Regions from separate parts of the Zea mays genome. Here region 2 is linked to region 1. Evidence: chromatin contacts called from public Hi-C data. All regions are on one chromosome and are shown on one strand. The core of a region is the stretch at or near the end of the contact, and the rest is flanking DNA. Distances in the headings are between cores, read along the strand shown.

Evidence for each region. Hi-C and Micro-C count contacts between places; a contact is called where the count stands out from the background.
Region 2: a contact with region 1 is called in a Hi-C map of tassel, with 4 times the contacts expected there. The contact joins the promoter of LOC107522034 here to the enhancer-like site in region 1. A contact is called at or near these places in 2 of 25 Hi-C or Micro-C datasets (ear and tassel).

What each region holds. Positions count from the first base shown.
Region 1 is chr5:192,975,808-192,983,025 of Zm-B73-REFERENCE-NAM-5.0, forward strand. LOC100194030 reads left to right here. Exons shown (of 9, transcript NM_001359378.1): 7 at 1,109-1,197; 8 at 1,812-1,885; 9 at 1,966-3,418. The coding sequence ends at 2,044. Among protein-coding and RNA genes, the nearest start is that of LOC100194030, 8.8 kb to the left of the region's middle. Within about 2 kb of position 4,709, at least 19 of the 20 cell types and tissues checked have an H3K27ac peak or open chromatin away from gene starts, as enhancers often do. A contact at or near this core is called in ear and tassel, where this site is marked.
Region 2 is chr5:193,300,115-193,307,332 of Zm-B73-REFERENCE-NAM-5.0, forward strand. LOC107522034 (Vesicle-associated protein 1-1) reads right to left here and starts at 3,398. Exons shown (of 8, transcript NM_001322276.1): 1 at 2,910-3,398; 2 at 2,512-2,582; 3 at 2,319-2,400; 4 at 2,117-2,232; 5 at 1,892-2,014; 6 at 1,464-1,505; 7 at 659-736; 8 at 1-30. The coding sequence starts at 2,967.

The DNA.
Region 1 (7,218 bases), core at 3,459-5,958:
CCGGATCCTCGGCAGTCGCGCAGTCGACTGTTGGGAGGTTGACAGGTGGGGCCGTGGGGTCTTCCGACGTCGACGCGTGAGAGCAGTCGACTGCCGAGGATCCCAATCCTAGTCGGGGGCCTATCCATAATACCCATTGGGTGCGCCCCTGCTGTCAGCAATATGTTGGTGACAGCATAATTTGAACTACTATGATTCATTATGTTGCTCCATAGTTCACAATGCACATTAACGAGGACATTCCTGTCAGCAATATGCTAGTTGGTAGCATAAGGGGCTGATTGGGAGAGCTCCAGCTCCAGCTTCTCCGAAAAGAATCACTCCCAACCAGTGAAACACTCACAAAATGCCAACTGATTCATGTGATGAACAGGAGAGAATCACTTCTCCATTTACACTAGGGGCCCAAAAACATGCTTAACCCTGCTCCCTGTTATATTCTGGTATGGATCAGCAGAGAATCAATTCCCATCAGCTCCCCACCCTGCTCTCTCCTAGGAATCCAATGGAATCACTCCATTGGATAATCAAGGAGCATAACTGAAGGATCAGGGAGCAGGGCTCTAAATAGGGCCTAACTTGAACTACTACAATTATGTTGCTCCATAGTTCAGAATGCACACTAACAAGGAAGTATTAGGTATAAGCAAAAAAATGTGAAATAATCATCCATAACCTACTGACTGATGTGATTCAATCAGTTTCCTCCAAAGCATTGTAGTTCGGATAGAGAGGGAAACATGCCCTGACTATACTCTTTGTTCTTTAATATACCATTTTGAGATGTATACTCCCAAGGCTATGGAGAAGCATAGGTGAAACACAGGACATGCAAATTGCTAAGGTCAAACATTTGTTTATTAATTTAGTTCGTGTGGTGAAATCTAAATGGTAAAGATGCTAGAAATCCTTCGATGTCAGTCAATTCTGTTTCCACCATCTTTTTCTATCAATTGGTTGCTGGAATGTTATTGTGTAAGATTATGAATGCCATTCTTCTGTTAAACAAAATGTGAAGGAGCCTTAAGGTTTTGGACTGAGTGGCATGTAGGTAGTTTGTATTGCTTGTTTATGTTTTCTAACAAACTTTGTATCTTTTGTTTTGCAGATCTTTTTACAAGGGGAATAGATATTCAAGCTGTGAATGTTGTTATCAATTTTGATTTCCCCAAGAACTCTGAAACATATCTCCACAGGGTAGGATTGATTTAACTGTTCCTTTTATCTGTTTTCACTTTGTTTCATAACCTAAAATATAAGTGTGGCATACTAATATACTATGATGCACAACTGACATATTTTAGCAGTTTTGAGGCACTTTTTTTAAATAAAAAATGCTTGTTGTTTACAGATTATCCTTCGCCTCGTTTGTATCCTTGGAATTGAATTCCATTCTAATAATAGTAATTTAGGCACATATCAATTAAGCTAATTTGTGTTTATACAAAATATATCTATATACTATTATTTGCAAGATGTCGGAGATATTTACGTGCTACATTTTTATTATAGAGGAGTGAGCCGAAGAGCGTCCTATAAGTTGTAGAGTAGAAACAAATTCTACTGACACATAAAATCATTTCACATCCTCCACACCGTGAATTTGAGATAGTCTTATATCTGAACTTTAGAAAGTGGCGGAATGTTAAATTCCAAGCTAAATAGGTTACTTTATTAAGTAAATTTCAATTCCTCCAAAATGCATGGATCCAAACGCCCCATTAGTGATATTTAGGAATTGAATCTGTCTGTTGCATTCCACTTGTGGCATCCATCTTTGGTAAATTTAACGCCCTCTTTTGGCTTGCCAGGTTGGTAGATCTGGGAGATTTGGCCACCTTGGTCTGGCCGTTAATTTGATCACCTATGAGGACCGGTTTAACTTGTACGTAAATTTTCCCACTACAACTGTTGACCTTTTCTATTACCGACATTGTTCTGACAGAATACTGTTTCTGGTAACAGGTATAGGATTGAACAAGAGCTTGGGACTGAAATAAAATCAATTCCTCCTCAGATAGACCAGGCTATATACTGCCAATAATCTGACCGTTTTCATATGCTTTCATTTCTCCGCGAATAATGAGAACTTTTGTAAATACCAGCTCATCAGGTAATTATTTTTAGTTCTTTTTGGGGGTCTATCTGTCTGTCTGCATGGTCCATTGACACCTGCTACTTGGTTCTTTAAGCATAACTTAACAATATCCTAAAAATACTGTTTCAACTGATCCCTTTTGCACGCTCCATAGAATGATTTAGTGGTTTTGTTGCCAGAACATAAAATTGCTGAAATTCTTCAATGTACTTTACATTTGAATTGTACTACATATTGTTATCATTTTTTTGTTTCATAGAAGTACATGTGCAAGTATGAGTTAAGTGGGTTTTAACTGCCAGCTAGGATGCTTCAACCTGCGATTGACTGTAACATGTTATTAGTTTATCTACCTTTTGTCCGCAAGACATGGTACTTGGTAACCGTGTCCTGACCATTTTATCCAGATCTCCAAGGAGTCGTTAACTTTCTTTAGCTGTTTTGCAGATTTAATACTTTGTCACTTGTATAGTGACGGAGTTGAGCGTAGATTGTTTATTCATGAACTTGAATGGCTTAAGTCTAAAATTCAAACTTGAAATTCTTAACATAGTTTCATAGAGATGCTCCATTGCTGGAGCCTGGAGGCAACTGGAAAGTTTGGCACCCGTTAGGATTTAACCTGCAAGAATTCACTCGATTCTGTATATTTAGTGTGTTAGTGTGTATAAGTGCATGAAAAGAGCCAGTATGTGAATAGAGTTGACCCTATGTTATATGTGCAGGTTTTATGGTGTTGATCTCGTTTGTTGCATCAGAGACAATTCTATGTTGGTGGATAACATTAGATGAGGCACCCAACTTTTTTTATTACACCTTGTCATGCTGACACTGTTATGGCTATATGAGGGCAAATGTCCTGCCACATTAGGCACAAAGTAGTGTATATTCTAGGTGCCTATTCCTAGGCCCTGTCCTGCTTTTAGTTTCTTTTTCTCTTATTTTCATCCTATTGTGTCATTAGCTGTTTCACACAGGACATTTTAACCCTGTTGCTGGTTCTGGGCGTGTGATCTGTCGGTGCTCACACAAGCTTGTTGCCCGAGTCGAACTTGGGGATGTGGGCCTCAGATGGGTTATTGGGTGACAGGTCGGCCATTGAACTTGAAGTCTGGAGTCTGAACGGTAGTGAACTGGTTAAGTTTGCAAATAATCGGTGGTGAGCTGCATCATGTTGTGCTGTCTTACCCTTGCAGTCATGTCACTTTTGCTTGGTGCCGTGGTCACCATTTAGATTTGCTTGGATAAAACGCTCGTCACGTTTGTGCTGACTTTGTGTTCGGCACAAGCAACCTGTCCAGGTTATGTGTAAAGAACTGTTTACTTGTTTTTTTCATAATAACAAACGTTGCAGCTGTTTTTGCACTCTGTTTCTTTCCTTTTCGTGATATAATTACCTGAGCTGCTCAGGTTAGAGAAATCTTGGAAACAAACATCTAGTACTCCTATAGCCCACACGGTTCATCTTAACCCCTTGGGTGCTGTTCTTTTGGGTGTGGCGTGAGTTCGTGTGTGGTGTCTCTGTAACCCTTTCTTTTAATGAAATGATAAGCAAGATCGAGAAAAAAAGATTGCTTGACTTGAGTCACGTACATCATTTCGTCAAATGCGTTGCTCTTAAATTTGACTTTGGTTCGCCATGGTGCTGACATTGTTTCTAGTTGGGTTTATCTTATCTTTGCAGGTTTATGCTGGCCAGAAATCTCAACATGTTACTGGCTTGCCCCCGAAAAGGTTGTATGTGTATATATACACTAATTAATTCACCTTCCCTGCCTGGGCGAGCCTTCTCTCGCCATGGCTTTGGCCAGGTGAACTAAAAGTGGCAACTGGCAAGTGCAAACGACCTCTCGCTCCCTCGTGACACGCCTTCGTGCCAGCATGGGAGGGTAGGTTTTCCTCATTTCTCCATGTTGATTTTGCAGCGCCATATTTGTCTCGAGGCGTGAAGCTTTCCCATGTTCTCTGTATTTCTTTTTTAGAATGTTTTCTGCCTTCCACCATATATGGGGACAGCCAGAGGTGAAATCCAGATGAACCCAAAATTATGCTTTGCCAATTGCCCATAGGGGACAACTGAGCTACAGTATAGTTCTCGAGTTCCTTTCATACGCGAAATCTCATCGGGAAAGTAGTAAAATTCTTTCATGAGTGATCCAGAAAACTTGGCAGCACTTCTGGTTCTACTGGAACATCTATCCTTTTAAGAGAAGAAAATTACTGCATTATCCGCGCTGTAGTGGCTGCACACATACAAAAACGTTAGTAGGAGAAAAAGAAAGCGACTAAGTGAGGCAGGAGCGAAGTAGGAGAAAAAGAAAGCGAGGCAGGGGCGGACCCGGAGCGGTCCTTCACTCCTGCTGTGTGCTGAGACCTGAGAGCTGAGCCCCCGAGCACATGTCCGGCTGTATCATCATGATGGCGATGCCCCTCGCCACCCTGCGAGTACCACTGCATCGACAGCGGCAGCGGCCGCAGCTAGACAGGAACTCTGAACTCTGCATTTACTTCCTGCCCTTGCTCAAAATCCGAGCTACACTCGTAGGGCGTAGGCTAGGCTCCTTGTTGAAGGCCATTCCATGCCCTTCACATCTTCATCTCGTCATCGACTCGTTGCCCCTCGCCGGCGCACTCGGATCCTCTGTCGTAACGGGCGATGTAGCCGCCATGGGTCGGCTAACACGTGGGCCCGGCCGCAGACTGGCCCCGCACTCGCCGCGGGACGTTAGGCTGGCTGCAGCGGTTGCCGCCAGCCAGCACTCCACGCCAGCAGCGTTGCCCGTTGCCCCCCTGCAGGACCCTTACCGGCCGGTCCCTTTCTCTCTCCCTGCTTTAGATTCACCCTGTTCATTTCTGTAGCAGTGGGTTTACGATCAATTGTTAGTAGATAAAAAACTGATATTAGTTAAAAAGTAGATATAAAAAATAATATTTTATGGTTGTAGTGGGGTATAATGAAAAATATAGGGGAACTGCTGTGGGAGATGAAAATTTAGGGGGTAAAATGTTGATGATATGACACAAAAAATGATATAGAGGGAAAAAATAGAGAAAACCGCTGTGGATAGACTTAAACTTGTTTCAACGCTTTACTCTATACCTCCCCTCCCCCTAATCCTGTATCAATTTAGCGTCACAACCACGGTGCATCGTCTGTCTCTACCCCCTCTCCTACCCTTGCTGCAAGCCACAGCACGCCCGATCAAGGGTGATTTATGTCAACCCCCTTGCATCAAATTCTGTGCACACCATTATTTACTAGGTCAGTACCCGTGCGTTGCAACGGGAACATATAATACCATGATAACTTATATACAAAATGTGTCTTATATTGTTATAAGAAAATATTTCATAATCCATTTGTGATCCTAGCCATACATAAATTTTGTTATTTTAATTTAGTTGTTTCACTACTACATTGCAACCATCAGTATCATGCAGACTTCGATATATGTCATGATTTGCATGGTCTCATTATTGGAGAGCACGTGCCACACCTGCCGGTAGAAGTTCCGTCGTACATCGTTAGTCATCAGGCACGCACCACCATACACGCTTGCTTAAACAAAAAATGCAAGTGTGTGTTTGCGAAGAGAATTAAAGGTAGGCCGGCACAAAAGGTACCCCGACGATGGCGAGTGGTCATTGTTGTCGGTCCACCTCTGCTCACCTCCGGTGTCGAGATGACGCCACAATCCTTGATATAATAGTCGTCGAACGCGCGCGATATGGTGAGTACCGATCACTCTTGGCTGGGCTGCCAAATGAAGTGCACCCCGGGCTCATCAGCGAGGTAGTACACCTGGTCGTTGCACCACCGGATGTGCTACTCCTCTACATACATCTTGTTCGAGGACACTCACACAACAACAACAATGGTCATCATTCCAGCGCACAAGAATTCATGGTCGGTCAGTAGCGACTTACGTGGCAGGTTAGGCTTCAGGTGCATGATGAGCTAGACGGCGTGATGGCGTCGTCGTAGGTTGCGATGCCCAGAACAACCCGAGAGTCGTCGACATTGGCGACGACCATGAGGTTCCCATGTTTGACGATGGACAGCGCGGTGCAGCCGCTCTAGACCACGTCCAAGCGGCGGCTGCGCCGGAGCTTGCCGTACACAGCGGCGCATGGGCCATGTAGGACTGCTTCCAGAGTTCGAACTGTCAGTCGCCAAGTTTCTTCTCGTCGTCGGTGAGCGACGCCAACGCGAGCGCCTCGTGCTAGTGGTGTTTGTTCGGGGTTTCCAAGTAAGAAACATGGATTCATCTTTGGCATTGGTTTATGAAAATGGTTTATAAGTTAGATCCATGGAAAATATTATGGAGAATAAATGTTACACATGCAAAAAAAAGTATTTAAGTTGAAAATATTATTCAAACAAAAGAAATTGCATGCAAGGCTCTTCTTTAAATATTACTCCCTCAATCCAAAAATATAATTTAATAATCTCAGTGATACTTATCTACTACTACACATTGTGCAAGGGTAGCAGGTGGGCTTCGGGAGAGATGTATTATATGTTTTTACTATAATAGATGTAGACATAAACACACATGTGGTGTAGTGGTAGCTACAAACACATTTATTTGAGAGGTTCGCGGGTTCGAATCCCCTTGGAGCCTGTTTTTTTAATTTAATTTTAGCTAGGCGTGGGATGCACGTGGGAATGAGAATAGGCTTTGTGGGAGGGGGAATGAGAAAGACACGTGATAGCCGGGAATGGAAATGTGAATAAGCTTTGCAGGGAGGGGGAATAGGGAATAAGAAAGACAAGCAGCTAGGAATGGGAATGAGCGCAGAACACGGAATGAGGGTCTCCCTTACCGTCTTAATAGGTACTAGAGATTAGTTGAGAAAAATGATATTAGATGATGAAAAGATATAAAAATAGTATTTTATAGTTTTAGTGGGGTATATGGGAAGAATTTAGAGGTAACCGTTGCGGAAGAGAGAAAAGTAGAGGGTGAAATTTGTATGACGTGACACAAAAGTGAGATATAAGAGACGAAATTTAGAGAAAACTGTTGCAGATAGCATTACATAGAGGAGCCGCTAGCCTCACTGGCTCGCCCCCCACCTCCACTGTCTCTTCATATATCACTCCTTTTCCTTCTTAT
Region 2 (7,218 bases), core at 2,148-4,647, 320 kb after region 1:
CTGCCTGCTGATGTCTCGCCTCAGAAGGTCCTGTCAAAATTCCAGTAAACATATAATCAGAATAAATCTGCCCTGCCACTGAAATTGACCCAAGTATTCAGGTAGCCGTGTGGCAGGAAGCAATACAACAGTAATCCATCCAGAGAGTGCTGCATGCATAGAGCCTTTAATTTCTCTTATATTATGGGTTAATTGCTATAGGATCAAAAACATACAAAAGCATTTTAAAATATGAATCTATAGATATAACTTCTGTACACTAGACAAGCATATAATTTGACATAGTTGTTGGTCAAACCTTATGAAGGGATTATGTTCAGATAAAAATACACTTTATAAAGGTGGATGGAGGGATCATGTGAACCTGCACATGTAGTTCTGCACTTGATGGAACCATGAAAAGCAAAAGGAACTAAAAAGAGAACGAGAGAAATGGATGGAAGATATAAAAAGGATAAGGCTATGTAAAACATATGTAACAAAAGAAACCAGGATACAATCTGAAAGTGATATGTACAGAAATGCAAAAGCTATCAAAAGAGCTATAACATAACTTTGTCTAGCCAAGAAAATAAAAGGTGAATGTAGCCTAAAGTCAAGGGTAACCGAATTATTAACTGTTTGCATAATAAGCAAAAAAATCCAATGAGGCACTGACCAATTCTTGTCGAAGCTTGTTGTTCAGCTCAACAGCAGAATTCTTCTCCTCCATCAGTTTCGAAATCAAAGCAAATGGCTACAGAGGCATAAATAGACCATGTCAAGCCTGTAATGGAGTCCATGTAACCTACCAAGGACTCGATTGCTTTGCTTTTAAAAATTTGCTGACAAGCTGAAGAATTCGATACAGGTAGAATGCTAATACATGAGAGCACAACACCGCTAATTAATGTATGTTTACATCTAATTTTATACAGATATAAGAGAACAAATAATTGATGAACTAACGCTGGAAAACTGCAGTTAAGAACACTGTAGCCACACAACAATAATCAAAAGGCTGCAAATGTGGACTACAAGAAGATTGAACGATTCCAGTTAAATATGCTATAACCGATAAGAGAATAAGTCAAATTAACAGTTTGAAGTGAAGCAATGCTATGGCCTTATAATTGAATGCTATTTGAGAGACTATCCATAGGATATGTCATTTGGAAACAGCATATTCAATATTGATTGCTTCAAGTAGAATGCAATTAGATAAACTATCTAAGATAGGCTATCTGTAATTTCTGAATCTTCAAAAGTTTTCATCCAATGGCAAACAGATACCGAAATGAGCTCAAGTGATACATTTAGAGCAATGATTAATTCCATCTACTTCTTTGCAATATTTAAGCAAATGGATTGCTGACGCTACAAATTTGATCACTTTTGAGGTACGAGTATTTCAAGTGCAAAAGTACTACACCTAGGATCTTTAGTAGGTACAGCTTGACAATGTTTATATAAAAGAGGTTCACCTCAGAGATTATTTTTTCTGATTCTTTGGGTTCTTTTGTTTCCTGCAAAGAAAGAATCACTTTCACTTTTAGAAGGTGGATATTGGAGAGAATCACTTATCAGTGCAAAAATGCCAAAATGTTAGTCAGGCAGGCAGTAGGCAGTAGCCCAACTGTTCGTTGGCACAGATCATGAAATACATGCTGTAATTATATAAGAGTAAATTCAAATACCAAAAAAAGAATTTGACATGGGTTGAAAACTGCAATTTTTGGTGCCTATTTTAGAAACCTATAGTTATTTTGACATCTTATTGCAGAAAAACTGCATGTTAGGTTTCTGCAATATGCCCCAAAGTTGAAGTTTTTGCAACCTAAGTGTAAATACTTGTAGGTTTTTTTGAAATCTACTCCTTATATAACAATCAACACTAAACTCAAATTCTTACCTCTTGATAACTCAAACTGCCGAGATTACCATCCTCAAATCCCTCGCTTTGAGAGGACGATGGCGCTGTATAAACTACCTTCAACTTCACTTCATCCACTATATTGCCTGAATCTTTGGTAAACTACATAACCCATCATTAAGATTTTTTTTTAGTGAACAGAAGGAGCACCCCCCTATAAAATGATAAAGAAAACTACCAACACACTAAAATGCGACTTATTACCATGTCTCCAGTGACTTCCTTCGGCATGGTCTCCTTGGCCACGATGGCGCTCTGCACAAGGAATTTGTCCTTGCAATGCATGTCCGGTGGCGCGTCCCGCTGCGCTTGCATTGTGACTGAAAATCCAACGATTCACGGTGGGTATAAGATGTGGAAATAAAGGGCAGCTATGCCATGACAATCATGCGAGGCACTAAATTACCAACAACGTCAGCTTTGGACCGGGGCGCCACCATGCCGTTGTTTGGCCGAACACAGTACTTTTTGGGGCTCGTTGTCTTGACCTACAGTCGGGCGGTGTCGCACAAGCTCAGTCCACTACGGGTACGGTACCATTTTGTTTCGCGTGGCTGGCTTCTCCTGCCCGGGAACGCGCAGGAAAGGATTCGTTTTACCTTGAACGCGACCTGCTTGTCTGTCTTGTTCGTCAGCTGCAGCGTGCAGGAGATCTGCTTATTTAACTCGACTGCATGATTCAGAGAGGAGAAGGAAATCAGGAAAGGAATGAACAGTACAGGACGGGACGACTGCATGTTACCTCGAAATGATTAGGAAGCAACAGAACACATGTCGAAATGAACCGCAGAAAGGATAAAAAGATGATGAACACCCGAGAAACAGCCAGTAGAAGATTATCGAATGGGCGTTCGACAGAGCGCAATAAAATTTCCCCCGAATAGCTAGCGAAGCTATGTTCGCTATGGCGACTACTGAGAAATTTTCAAGGAAACCAATAGAATCCGCGCGCCGCGAGGAAGGAAAAAAATAAATAGCAAAAATAAAAGACGCATACATGGGAACCGGAGGTCGACGGGGTCGATCCCGAGCAGCTCTCCTGACTCGGTGCTCATCCTGGAACAGAAACTCCTGCGCAATCGAACGGGACGCAATCCGCGGTGGTGGTGGGAGCGGCGAGGTGGGGATTCGGAATTTCGATGCCTCCCCTCCGTCTCTCTCTCTCTCTGTGTTTTTTTTTCTCCGTCTACCTATATTCCTGAGGCACCTATTCCTGAAGCAGTGGAGCAGAGGAGGAAGCGGAGGAAAACGAAGGGTCGAAACCGGGGAAAAGCTCGGGATTTTGGAAGGGGCGAGAAGCAGCCCTGGGCCCTGGCTGCTACCGCTACCGCTACCGCTACCGCACACCGGCGACGTGGCTACGCAGAATACTCGTGTGAACGGACACGTCCCCGCGACGCGAGTTTGAGGCGGGGAGGATGAGGATGCGCGTCGGTCTCTCTCTCTTTCGCTCCCCGAGCTATCTGAGGTTCTGAGCTACTCCTCCTATCTGCCGGCCCGCCCATTTTCCTCCGGAGGATTCAGAAGGCGGTTGCGGCGTCTACATCCGAGGCCGTTTCGCGTCCGGGTCGCCAGTTCTACCAACGTGCTGGATCCGGTTCGAATCGGTCGCGAGTCGCACCGATCGTCTCGTCTGGGTTCGAATCCGGGCCTCGTTTCCGCGACCGCGCCGCGCGTCAACGGCACTTCCTGCTCCCGGCGGCAGCCATACGCAAGTCGCGCGAGGTGTCGCGCTCCAGCAGGCCACATCGGCCGGGCTGCAGTTAGGTCCCGTGCCGCCATCTTCGAACGACCGTTTTATAGCGAACGTCGTCAGTATTGACCAGCGCGCGTGTTGTTGTTGCTACTGGTCCTTTTCATAGAGCCAGTTGTGAAGTGATGCTACGAGTCTCCGGAGAGTTCCGAGCTTGCAACTGCAGGCGACCCTGTTGGCTGGCTGGTACGGTGCTGCTATTCTTGAACCGGCACGGAAGCGCTTCTGACTTCTGGTTCCTGTTCTCCGCACGGCTGGAGCTGGACAACTGGGGATGCGGATACGGACTCTACAAAATGGACAAACGGGAATATCCGATCACAGATAGAGTTCTACTTTTCACGAATATAAAATGGCTCTATTTGTTTCAGTTTTTTTTTAAAAAAACTTCTAGCCACTAAAGCTGCTGCAGACAACGCTCAACTTTTCGGCCTGTGTTTATGAAAATTATTTTAGTCAAAATCATTCAAAATCAAAGTAAACAAAAAATTGACCGAGTCGTTGTGATAGTAGGAAACTGTAACTTTGGTACATTTTAAACCCTATTTGACCATTTTATCTTCATCCACACATAATTTCCATAATATTCAGATCCAATTTTTTTCACAGCCAGATTCTCATAAAAGCTTAAAAAAAAACTGAATCAAATAGGCTCAATATCCGCATAACAACATGCCAAATTAAGGCAACAGTAATACTACCTGACACTCTGGGGGAATAGAAAAGGGGCTGAATGTGGATGATCCTGATCCTTGATGCTGATGTTGCTCCGTCTGTCTGGATTATTCATTTATAAACGAGCACTTTTAGCCTATTCCCAGTCAAAAGTACCTGTATTTTATTGCATCTACAATTCCCGGGTGTTATTGGGGCTATTGTTTCTTGCCATTGAGAACTCATTCAGCGACGATAGAAGAGGTATTGATGCAAGTGTAGAGGCTGTTTGGTTGCATAGTATTTTTATACTTTTAAAGCAATACTATGATATTGTACAATACTATGGTTTTAGAAGCCAAAAGGTGTTTGGTTGGTGCTATCAAAACTCTGTTTTGAATATCATAGTTTACCTAAAACTGTAGTATTTTTGGAGTTCTGGATACTGAGGTCTAGACCTCAGTTTTCCTTGGTTTTCTTCCGTCACCGGCCTCTGCCACGATGGCCCGATCACCCGCCGTCCACTCCTCATGCAGTTATTACTAGGTTTCTAAACTTTGGAACCAAACAAGCATCGGTTTCCATGAAAACTGTGAAAAAACATGGTATTTAAAAAACATAGTATTTATGTCACGACAATTATAAACCACAATATTTGGAAACCATGGTTTCGAAAGACTTTGATTCCAAAGAGGCCCGTAGAGTTTTGTTCTGTGATAAAGACAAAATTGGGTGCCCAGTCATGGGTCCTGAGATGGACTGCTGTGATTCAACTGATGATATATATATGCTGGCGGGCGGTTCTATGTGGAGTTGAAAACAAGCAGAGAGTTTTTTTTAAAAGGCATGAATTGTTAAGCTCTGCTGTCGCTTCTTTAAATAGTAATAATGTTTTATACAAATGACACTCTCTGGGATTACCCACACTAAAAAAAGACAGAGATCCTAAGAAAATTTAAGTTTCTAAACTAGCCCTATATATCTGCAACACAAAACTCCAGCCAGGTTTCCACCACGAGTCCACGACTCCACGTACGAATACGCGTCCTCTGGTTGTGACAGGCTACGTATTTCTTTATCGCTTCTTTCAGAAAGCCAGAATACGTAGATGTTTCTTAAGGATATCAGACACGTCGCCTATATAAGAGAGAAAAATGTTGATCAGATATGGTCAGTGGTCACGGTCCAACAGTGCGACGCACGAATGGTCTAAGGCGTGCGGACGAAACACATATGCGCTCGCTCAAGTTTCTTCCTTGCGGATTTGCTCCCGTACGTCATCCCTAGACCGATTCATTTTCAGTTGCCGTTCTTCTGCGGATGGCTGACAGAGACGTGCACAGGTGCACTCAACGAAACTACGCTAATATGTTCAGTTGTTGTGGCCCCTTGAGATACTGGGCCTCTTGAATGATGTCTGGTGGGCTCTAGGGGTTTTTAGGGCCTCGATCTTCTCAATCTTATCTGGTGGGTTCGCAGAACCCGCGAAAGGAATGCAAATATACTATGAACAGGCATATGGTTTTAAGTTTTAGATCTTTTTTAATCGGGCTTTTCAACATGTTTTGGTTTAGAAAAAACCAAACGCTAATTTAAGGAGTTAACTTTCACCCAAAGCTCACACTAAAAGTGACTTTTGTCTAAGGGCCCGTTTGTTTGATTGGAATTGGGCTGAATTGGAATTTAATTCTTGGGCTAATTTGTTTGGCAAACTATAGAATTGGAAACTAACTTTCCATCCATTTCTTGGGCCTGAATTAGAAGTCTCTGAAACTTTCTTAACCTAAAATCAGGAAACAGATTCCGCTTCAGCCGCCGCACCGCTCGTCTCCTCCCCGAGCGCCGCGCTGTCGCCTCCTCCTCCCCGAGCGCTGCGTCGTCGCCTCCTCCTCCCCGAGATCTGCTGCGGTAATGTCGCTTGCTCCCCACCCCTTCTCCTCTTCTCTGATATTCCGCTTCAGTCGCTCAAGGTCTCGGTCGAGCCGTCCGTCTCGCCCTGCAGCTGCTGGTCGAGCCAGTCGCTCGTCACCTTGAGCCTGTCTATCCTTGTTTGGCCGCGAGCAACAATGATGCTGCCAGCGACATGGCGCCACTTCTGCTAGCGAAAAAAGCTCCTTCGTGCATGCCCCTAGCTAAAATTTCTTCCACTCTTCTCTTGTCACACTGCCTTTTTGCGGGTCTGTTTTTCTTTTTAATGAAGCAACGATATTGTTTCTGCTGTAAATGGAGGGAGTTGAGATGGGGAAGCACGTACTAGCGAGTTGTTAAGGACTTCATAGCAGGGGAAAGCAGAGATCGAGTAACGCGTAGGTAGAAAACGCATGCTGTAGATCATCAGACTTTTGTCATTTTTTCCTGCTTCAAAGCACTCTGGTAGTACTACGTTACGTTCATACAGATTCAAAGTACTGCTTTACGCACTTTGAACGGACTTCATAATAGGGGAAATTCAGGTCAATGATCCATGGAATTGCTCTGTCTTGTTGACGGCTCCTTGAATTTTGTCATTTTCTTTACGCAGCAGTACTTTGTTCAGATCATCAGACGCAAACGGTTTCAGTTATTACAAAGCTTAGTAGATACTAAATGCGGTTTTCAGTCTGACCAGGGAAAACCAGCAGAGTTTTCAGCTTTTCTTTAGTCTCTACCGATGTGCTGGTTGACCATATCAGGCCACATGTTCCGCAGTGTATCATTTTGTTCTCTTGTTCTTCTTTGAATTAGTGATATATATATAATGTTTTCTCAAGTGTGCTTATGATGTATGGTTTATCTGCTGTAGATGCCTCACAACAACTTAGAATTGGTTAGAAGAAATTTGGAGGAAATGAGAGAGAGGCGTAGGAAGAAGAGGCTGAGAGTAGCATCCTTATTTGTTGCAACTGTCATGGGCATGATT